2 separate regions of the Gossypium arboreum genome follow, and region 2 is linked to region 1. A link is a contact called in public Hi-C data. All regions are on one chromosome and are shown on one strand. The core of a region is the stretch at or near the end of the contact, and the rest is flanking DNA. Distances in the headings are between cores, read along the strand shown.

Region 1 (4,972 bases), core at 848-3,347:
CCAGTTGTAGAAAGCCTGTCATGCAATGAAATTGCATCAAAGTCATGAATGAATATCATTAGTGTATATATTATACAGCTCTACACTTATTTCAGTAAATTCTGTTGTGCATTCAGTTTCTTATCTGGCTTATGCACTCTGAGCAGTCATCATGCCTTTTTTAATTGAAATGGAACTTAAAAAAACCAAAAGATCATAGTAATGCAATGGATCATCAGCAACATGAACAAGCACACATACATCATGAAGTGTCGGGCAAAGACGAGTAGCCTCGTCATACTTTTTACAAGCCTCCTCTAGCAAGGCATCTTTAGAAGGTGAAGTAGAATCTGGACTAACATTATCTGCACTTTCCTGCAAGCCAAATAAGAACAGAAAGGACATGATATGAGAAATCTGCATCATTTTGCAACCATTACAATATGCTTAAATTGACAATGTTAAGGAGGCTGCCCTTGCTGTATAATAATAAGACATGATAATCATTCTGAATGATGTTAAGCGAACATCAACATTAACCAGTATCTCAAACCTGAAGAACCAATGCCCAATTGTAGAGAGCATCATAATCTTCTGGGTTTCTCTCCAGTGCAGTAGCATACCTACAAAATTTGACTGAAAATCAGTACTATTGAATAGCAGACTCTAAAGCGGCAACATATCAAGCTCAATATGGAAGTAAAGTGTGAAAAGTGTATAAAAATAAGATGACAGTACCTCCTGGCAGCATATATAAGAATCCGTTGACGAGACCTGCCTTCCTCATCAGTACCAGTGACACTATTGATCAACTCCATTGCAGCATTATTTTGGTAGGACTGACATTGCGTGTTTTCTTGACTGAAGCATATATAAATCATGTAGTAGACAATGGTATCATTCACAAGCAGAAGAAACAAGGATCACATCATATTTACTCCAACAAGACTAGGAAACCTTTACTGCATGAATGGCGGCATATGAAAATGAACATAAACTGAATTCTATAAAGTGCAAAATCCCAAAACCAAGGATTCCTTCATCGAAGTTGGAAAAGATTAAGATTACAATTGATGCCGAACTTGAAATTCAGAACTAATTTAATGACTCAAAAGCAGGAAAAAAAATCTAATTGCATCTGAAGTTCAAAGATAACGAGCTTCTAACATAACAATCATGTTCAAGAGTAATGGAAGACCTTTGATGGGAGAACAGTTGCTCATCCATGCAATTAATGAAAATGAACTCGTAGACTAAAAGGAAGAGTACGCCTTAATTGCATCTAGTAGTTTGCCAATAGATAATCAAGAATCAAAATTCTGTAACTTCTCTGTTCGGGATATAAAAGAGAAACAGCATAATTTTAGGTTCAGTTGAAACTCGAAGAATTCTCCACATTTAATTGAGGAGAATAATCAACGGGGACCTTCAAAGATCGAAAGATTTGTACGTTGAAATCTCGTTAAATCCAATTACAAATTAAAGAGTGTAATTTTTTGATCAACTGAAACTCGAAAAGAGAAGGAAAAAAGAAAGTACCTGTAAGGAGAACCTGCATCATCTTCGTCGCTTTTCAATTCACTTAGCAATTCTCTCATCGTGAAAGTCCGGTTCTCGTCATCTTTACGCCGCCCTGGAGGAGCAACTTGGTCGGTTGAAGCTTGTTTGGTCGTCTCATTCGATTGGATCGAGCTCTCATTGTTCGGCTCCGGCTTCGGAACGACATCAGTTACCACAGGTTCCGGTTTCAGTTCCTCTTCCGGTTGTTGTTCAGGTTGAGATTCTACTTTCAATTCCGATTCCGGTTCGGGCTCGGGCCGGGGTTGTGGCTGGAAACCATTTTGAAGTTCGGATCCCTCAATCGTTTCGGACATAGCGTTGAACGAGAGATTTGCGTGCAACGCCAAAGCGGAATCCAAGAAGATCTGAAAGAGAGAACTAGAAAATATAGCGTGTTGAAGCCAAGATCCAATGCAAAAAAGGATGTTACTTCAGCAGGGCCGTAATAAGTCGCAGTAAAAGTAAAACATAGGTAAGCTACTATGTAAGAGTACAACTGTTATCTTCAAATGCCAAGATTCCTCCCTCATTACTAAATTTTAATGTATTGAAACCTAAGTTCGCAGGGTGGTGTTGACCATTTTCCGAAAAAATCATTATTAAAAAACCTAAATTTTGAACACGATATTAAGCTTTAAAAAATAATTAAGTTGGTTTAAAAAAATGGTTCTGGCATAGCTTTTATATTCAAAACCAAAATACAACATTTCTTATGTAATTTATATGACATCAAATGAAATATACTTATAATTTAAATATTAATTCTTTTAGAAATTTAATTAAAAATATATAATGGTTATAATTATATAATCGTTAAATATTAAATAAAACAATTATTTTTAAAAAATAATATATATATATATATATATGAAAGTGCTAACGAACTTAAATGAATTATTTATAAATATGGGTAAATTTAGTTGAAATTTGAAATTTATATTTTTTCTAAGTTAAAATTGGAAATTTATTATGGTATTAATATTATGGACCTAATTTAATCTCAACTCAATCCATAAATTCATTTATGGAAGTAATATTATTTATATAAGATTTTTACTTAAGGTGCATTTCTTTCATGAAAAATTATTTATGAAAAATAGTTTTCACATTTTGTGTTTGGTTAATGACAAATAACTTGATGAATGAAGTTACTCAGTCAATTACAATAAACCCCTTTTATGCAAGTTTTCTTCTTTTAAGAATTTTTGAAAAAACCTCAATTATGAGTAAAAAGTTTTTAGATAATAATTTACTTGAACTGAGCTAAATATTAATATATTATAATAAAATTTTAGTTTTAACTTTTAGAAATGTTAAAATATTGATTTTAAATTATACTTTTCAATATTATTAAATATATATTTATATTTACATTTAATAGTACATAACAAATTATTAATATAGTTAATACAATTTATTATTTTAATTAAATTATTTAATATTATAATTTTATTTTTACAATAAATTCTACTACTAATAATAAATTTAAATTTAGAAAGTATTCTTAATATTCTATTAAAAATATTTTATATTAATATTTTAATAATAAGTATATGAAATATGATTTATAAATATTTAGCAATGTTTTACAATATAAATATTAATAATATAAATATGAGTATTTTTAAAAACTTTACTTACTTTCATTTATTCCTTCCAATTTCAATGAACTATTATCCTTATCATACATATAATTTTAAGTTTAAGTTTTAATTAATCATTGATTATTATTAAGTCTATATAAGATAATGCAATTATTATAAGATAAATTTTGATTGTCAAAGGAAATACTTCAATTCTTTTAACAAATATAATTTATGATATGAATGTTTCACTATAAACGATTTTCAAGAAATGATTTCATGGTGATTATTTTTTCATTTCAGCATAAATCTTATTAGGAAGATTATCACACACTAGTGTATGAACATTGAGTAAAGAATTAGCACGAAATATATAGAACTAAAAGTAGCTTTTACTATAAGTGTGATAGGTTAGTTGTAATATTTATAAGTGTTTCAATAGAACACTCAGAGTATTCCAAGGATCAAACCCAAATAATTGTCAAATTGGTAAATGTGTTTATCAAGTTAATCAAGAACTAAGCAATTACTAATCTAATTTGGTTGAAAATTATTAATGCAAACCAAATAGGAAAATATATAGATACCAAATCTAAATTATCAATTAAACTATTTAACCTAAACTTTCTTCCTAATTTCTTAGAATATGCAAATGGTGAAAATGATGGTTGATTGATTCGTTAACCGCTAACTAATTTAACAATGCTGGATCTGGTGCTCTAAGTGTAGTATATTCGTTTGTATACTTGTATTTTTCGAATAGATTAATTTAATAAAATTATCTATGAGTTGCATTAATATTATTTGTATATTGTCCTCAATAGTTTTTACATGCAAAGAAAAATAGAAGCAAATATTAGCTCATTAGTTATCTAATGTTTAACTAATACTAAGCGGTATTACATGGTTGAATCGTAATACGGAAAGACAACCTATATTAGTAGATAAACCTAAAGATGTTCTTAGTCTAATTGGAAATGAGCAAATCAATTGCAAGACTAATATGCCTTCCATCAAGTTCAATCGACAAGATGCTTTGTTTTGGGCATCGAAGCGGATGACTCCCAGAAGATAGAGACATAGATTTGATTCACTGGACTGATAATACATCAGACAAGACCCAAGTAGAATAGACCCTAAATCCATTTATGGAATTACTCATTTGTGATGTTCATAGTGTGGCATACCTCAATCTTGAGTGGATGATGGACTATGTATGTGTGACGTGTATACTTTGATGTAACAAAAGCCTGAGTTCAAATAAATAAGAAACCGAAAGCTGGTGCATTGGGTATATGAGCACCTATAAACGAGTTATCGTTTATAGTTAAAATATAAAACCAAAATATAAGAATTGAGAACGGCGATGCGATTTTTTCATAGTGTTTAAAGAAGTAGGAATGGTCAACTCAGGATTAAAACTTGGCTCCACTGGTTCAGCATCAATTGGCTCTACCCTCGGTTCAGGGTTGTTTGGTTCTTCTTCAATTTCTACTTCTTTTGTGGCATTTGTTGTGCCAACTTCTGGTTCAAACTTAGTTGATAACTCATTAGATTTTGGTTCGTTCGGTTCATTTGGCTCAACTTGGTTCAATAGGCCAGCATTCTCCACTAACCTCTCAAGGTCATGCCTTGTTATGCAACCTTAAACATAACGGTGCTTTAGGTTTGCGTTCGATCTTACTTGGGCCTTCAAGAAAGGCGAAGTTATAAATAATGGAAAGTAGGTACTTCCTGTCTTTTTCTAGCGCAATCTTGAATCTCCTTGAGAATAATTCTCCCAAAATTGGTAGACCTTTCTGTCATAATCGCATACAATAAAAGCATTCACTCCATCAAGATGGTGGAAC
Region 2 (4,548 bases), core at 1,180-3,679, 220 kb after region 1:
CTATACCAAAGACTCCCTAACTGTTGCCTTTGGAAATTGAAAAAAGAAATGAAAAATGAGATGATCAAAACCTTATTGCAGTTAAATAAAATTACATAATATTATCCATATATATAGTAGGGACGTAGGTCAGGAAGCATTGATATTTCTACAGAAAACATCAAGATATATACATTTTAAATCTTACCATATATATCTAACAACTGGTTGCTAAATAAGGATAGTATATAATCTCAGATTGAACCATCATAAATTGTGCGATTATCATTTCATCTGCGCCTAGGCTGCACTTTGACCTTAAGAGGGTTAGCCATTTCGCAGGAGAGCCTAAGCCTTTCGGTGAGATCAACTGGATTAGCATCCGATTGCACCCACTCGAATTCATGCAATAAGGATCCCACCCAAAAGTTAACAGTGGCCAAACCCAATGTCTTACCTGGGCAAGTCCGACGGCCTGACCCGAATGGCGCCAGCCTAAGGTCTGACCCTAACACCGAGAATTCCACATCAGTAATATTATCCTTGGACACGAATCTCTCTGGCATGAACTTGAGTGGGTCCACCCAAATTTCTGGGTCCCTGGTAATGGCCCACATGTTAACCATGGCTGTGGTCCCAGCAGGCACGTGATATCCATCAATAGTAGCGTCTGTGATTGCCAACCGGGCCCATGATAGAAGTGGGCCAGGTGGGTGCATCCTCAGAACCTCCTTCACTACTGCCTGCAGGTAAACCATCGATTCAATATCTGATTCCATCAACGCTCGTGATTTCCCCACAACTTCATCAAGCTCCGCCTGCACTCTTGACTGGATTTCCGGGTGAAGCACCATTCTCGCTAGAATCCACTCTATTAAAACCGCCACAGTGTCCGTTCCTCTAAATATCATCTCCTGCGTAATTAGGACAAAGCAATTAATTGTACTTAAAAGCTAAGAAAATGTACATATTATCGTAATCTAATCATCAAACTGATCCAAGATTCCATCCTCGATTCTTTTCCCATCACAGCTAGAAAGCAAAAAACCATGCCTATAAAAAAATAAAATAAAATTGCTTGCTTTGTTGCTTACCCAAAGTACGGCAATCATATCGTTGTCCGAGAGTCTATGAGGTCCAGTGAGAGAAAGTAAAACGTGCACGAAATCATGGTTTATTGTCTCAGGTTGCAGTTTATGTTGTTGAATGATTCTACTCACAAACTTGTTCACTTTGGGAACAAGTTGGGTGCATCGAAGCCGGATTTTTTGAAGGTCTAAACCAGCAAGCCATGGGAGATGATCAGACCAATTGAGCTTCCCTAATAGGTCGTAACCTTCTTCGACAAGCTGGTTGAGTTGTTCAGTTTCAGTATTTGACGAGCCAAGTTGATACTTGCTGCCAAACACCGAGCACATCATGTTGTTAAGAGATGCTTTCTTTAGTATATCCCGTACGGAGATTTCTCCGGTTCCACCACGACATGCTATTATAGAACGCATTTGAGAGGCGATATCAGACCTCTGTGCCTCGGCGAAGCTGATTTGTTTAGGACAAAATAGATGTGTGGCAGCAATTCTTCTGAGGGTTCGCCAGTAAACCCCATAAGGAGCGAAACCAATGGCTCTGTTGAACATTAAACTGTATGCCGACTCTTTCACAGGACGATCAGCAAAAATGGAACTGTTAAGAATCTCTTTGGCTACATCAGGGTTGCATGTAACCATAACCCTTGTATCACCCAAGCTAAAGGCCATGAGCCGTTTAGCATCAAAACACTTAGCTGCTGCAGAAATTTTATGGTGAGCCAGATTAAGCATGATGTTCATGCTTCCCAGCACTGGGAAACCTCGTGGTCCTGGAATGATATTGTGCTTCGCGGCACCTCTCTTCCGCAGCCAACGATACTTACCCCAGGCAGGACCTCCAGGGTACAACCAGAAACAGAGGGTCATACCCAGCCAACCCATGCAAAGTAAAAGAAGAAGCCAAACTGAGTTTTGAGAGGAGAAAGTTTTGCATTTGGAAGCAATAAACAAAAGCCAAAAGCAATCAGAGTTAGTTTCCATGGAGATCAGGAAAATGGCGGATGATATTTTGTTTGTTTGGTTGTTTCCTCTTCTGGTTGAGACTATGGAATGAGAGCGTTGCTTATATAGAGATTTTTTTTTTTTTTTTTGTGGACTACAAGAGTAACGGTTAAACAGAAGCATTATGAGATATGCCACACGGATCGGCATATATCAACATTATAACGGAATTAAAAAAAAAATCGAAAAGTTAAAATCGATATCAGTGTGCGCCGCCACTAGCAAAACCGAAAACGAGGCTTCATGAGCATGGAGCCCCTTGCATTCCCCACGCTCGTTTCTGCTCGTGGGGTTCATTTTCTTGGAACACGTAAGCCCCTAGCTGCTACCATTCTATCTTTTTCGATCCACAGCTATCAAACCACTAATATCAAAGGCTAGTAGCAGCATATTACTGGTAATAATTGACAAAGGCAGCCATTCCGATTCGCTATGTTAATGAATTTGGCATCGCTCTCAGAATTTAGGCATCGGCGGTGTATGTGGTGGTCCTGAGCGAGCCCTCCACTTCCAGGCCACATTAATCAAATATCATTCTTTTTCATACCCAATCATGTCGATGTAGTATCTTCCTCTTCTTTTTATTTCTTTTTTATAATCTCATGGGCACAAAACTTTTACATGGTTACAAAAAAAATTCATGAAAGTAACTCTTTTAAGTTTTTCGAAAAAGAAAATTAAAAGAACAAGAATCATTAAAACAAACTAGCAGCGGCATTGGTGAATGTTAATTAGTATTTGATTAAAATTAGCAAAATGATCAAGCATTTTTAAGGCAATTATATATAGGGTGAGTTTGGATGGGTTTAGGGGTGCGTTTAGTTTAGTTTTTGTCTCACGCTACAATATCGTTATAGTAGTTAATATCACCGTCACCATTATTTTTATATTAACCACAGATAAACACATCACTCATCCAAACCCATTCATAATGATTAACTCAAGTGAGACCACCTTAAAAAATAAAGAATTATGATATCCCTTTAATTCTCTCCTCATGCAATTTAATTGTCTCATCAGGTAGGATTTGCTTTCAGCATCATCCCCACGACCAAACATAGTGGAGTTATTTCCCTCGATTCGTCAGAAAAATACTCTTCCAGCTGAAGGTGTGCGTATCACCTTCCCAAAATTTCCAGAACGCACTTATGAAATATTTCTGGAAATCAAAATTGTAGGACGGGATTCAAGACTTAAGAATTGTAGCAGGTATGCTATGCCAAAAACACAGACCACTTTTCTTTTTGGACATTAAAACAAGCACTGCCTTTTAGCTATAAACCCTTAAATCAAGAAACTTCCTTAATCCTCAGCATTATTGATACCTTTGATCAGAGTTTAATATTTATTATGTGCAGGATCCATGTATATGGCAAGCACAGAGCATATTTATTATGTGCAGGATCCATGTATATGGCAAGCACAGAGCATACTCTATTTGAACTCATAGTTAACTCATAAGCTCAATCTTATCTTAAAAGGAAATCTAGAGAGAAAGCAGGGAATTTAGAAAGCCATAGATAGAAAACACTCTGATATTTTATTGATCTAACTTGATCTGTTTTTACAAGAGGATATAACTCTTCTTATACAGATGGAGAGGCTTACAAACAGACAAACTTATGGTACAGATATTTTACATAAAGCAAACAGTACAAAACATCTTTATTGAAGGCAAATAGTAAAAGTGAGATTCTATTCTTTAATCATAGTCAGTGTATTCATTTGATGTGAGACTAAGATCAATGATATGGTCCTGCTTTTCTTGTTTTTTCTGATAGATTTCTAGGCGGAGAGCATCATACTGTGCATCTGGATCAAAATCTTCATCTTTATCTTGATGTTCATGCTTATCTTCATGTTGTGGTTGAGAATCTTGGATCCTTATTGTAACATCCCTTACCCGTGTCCGATGCCGGGATAGGATACGAGGCATTATCGGGCTTAAACATACATATACATGTAAAACTGAGCCATAAAATTTCAACCAATTCAAAAACATTCAAACACATGCATATCGTCCCTTATACGGGTCTATGAGGCCCACAACACACATCGGGGGTGGTTCGGGACTAAACCAAGAACTTCTAAAAATTTTACAACACTTAGAGAAATTTTCCATGTCTAGAGAGTCACACGTCCGTGTGGCTAACAGTTAGGCTATTTTCCAAGCCTTGGTCAACCATAATCCCTCACACATTTATACAACATCAAGGATATATAACATGACATCCATTTAACGATTAAACATCCTCAATTAAGTCACAAACATAACATTTGCATGTATTATACTTGTGTTTCTCATACTCATTTTATATCAAGTCTTGACATACCAAATCATATTCATTTGGCCTTGTCGTCTTCACTACCACTTATACCCTTATACTATGGTTGTCTTCATGTTGATATTCTCAACATAGTCATCTAGCATTCATAGTCATGTCTAATACATATCCTTAATGTCACATATCACACACTC

The links. Hi-C and Micro-C count contacts between places; a contact is called where the count stands out from the background.
Region 2: a contact with region 1 is called in a Hi-C map of leaf, with 2.3 times the contacts expected there. The contact joins the promoter of LOC108469085 here to the promoter of LOC108464426 in region 1. A contact is called at or near these places in 2 of 5 Hi-C or Micro-C datasets (both in leaf).

What each region holds. Positions count from the first base shown.
Region 1 is chr8:49,130,442-49,135,413 of ASM2569848v2, forward strand. It overlaps LOC108464426 (protein HLB1-like), which reads right to left and starts at 2,098. Exons shown (of 14, transcript XM_017764724.2): 1 at 1,519-2,098; 2 at 718-840; 3 at 533-602; 4 at 241-354; 5 at 1-15. The coding sequence starts at 1,853.
Region 2 is chr8:49,349,469-49,354,016 of ASM2569848v2, forward strand. LOC108469085 (cytochrome P450 78A3-like) reads right to left here and starts at 2,430. Exons shown (of 2, transcript XM_017769975.2): 1 at 1,074-2,430; 2 at 62-893. The coding sequence starts at 2,219. The coding sequence ends at 270.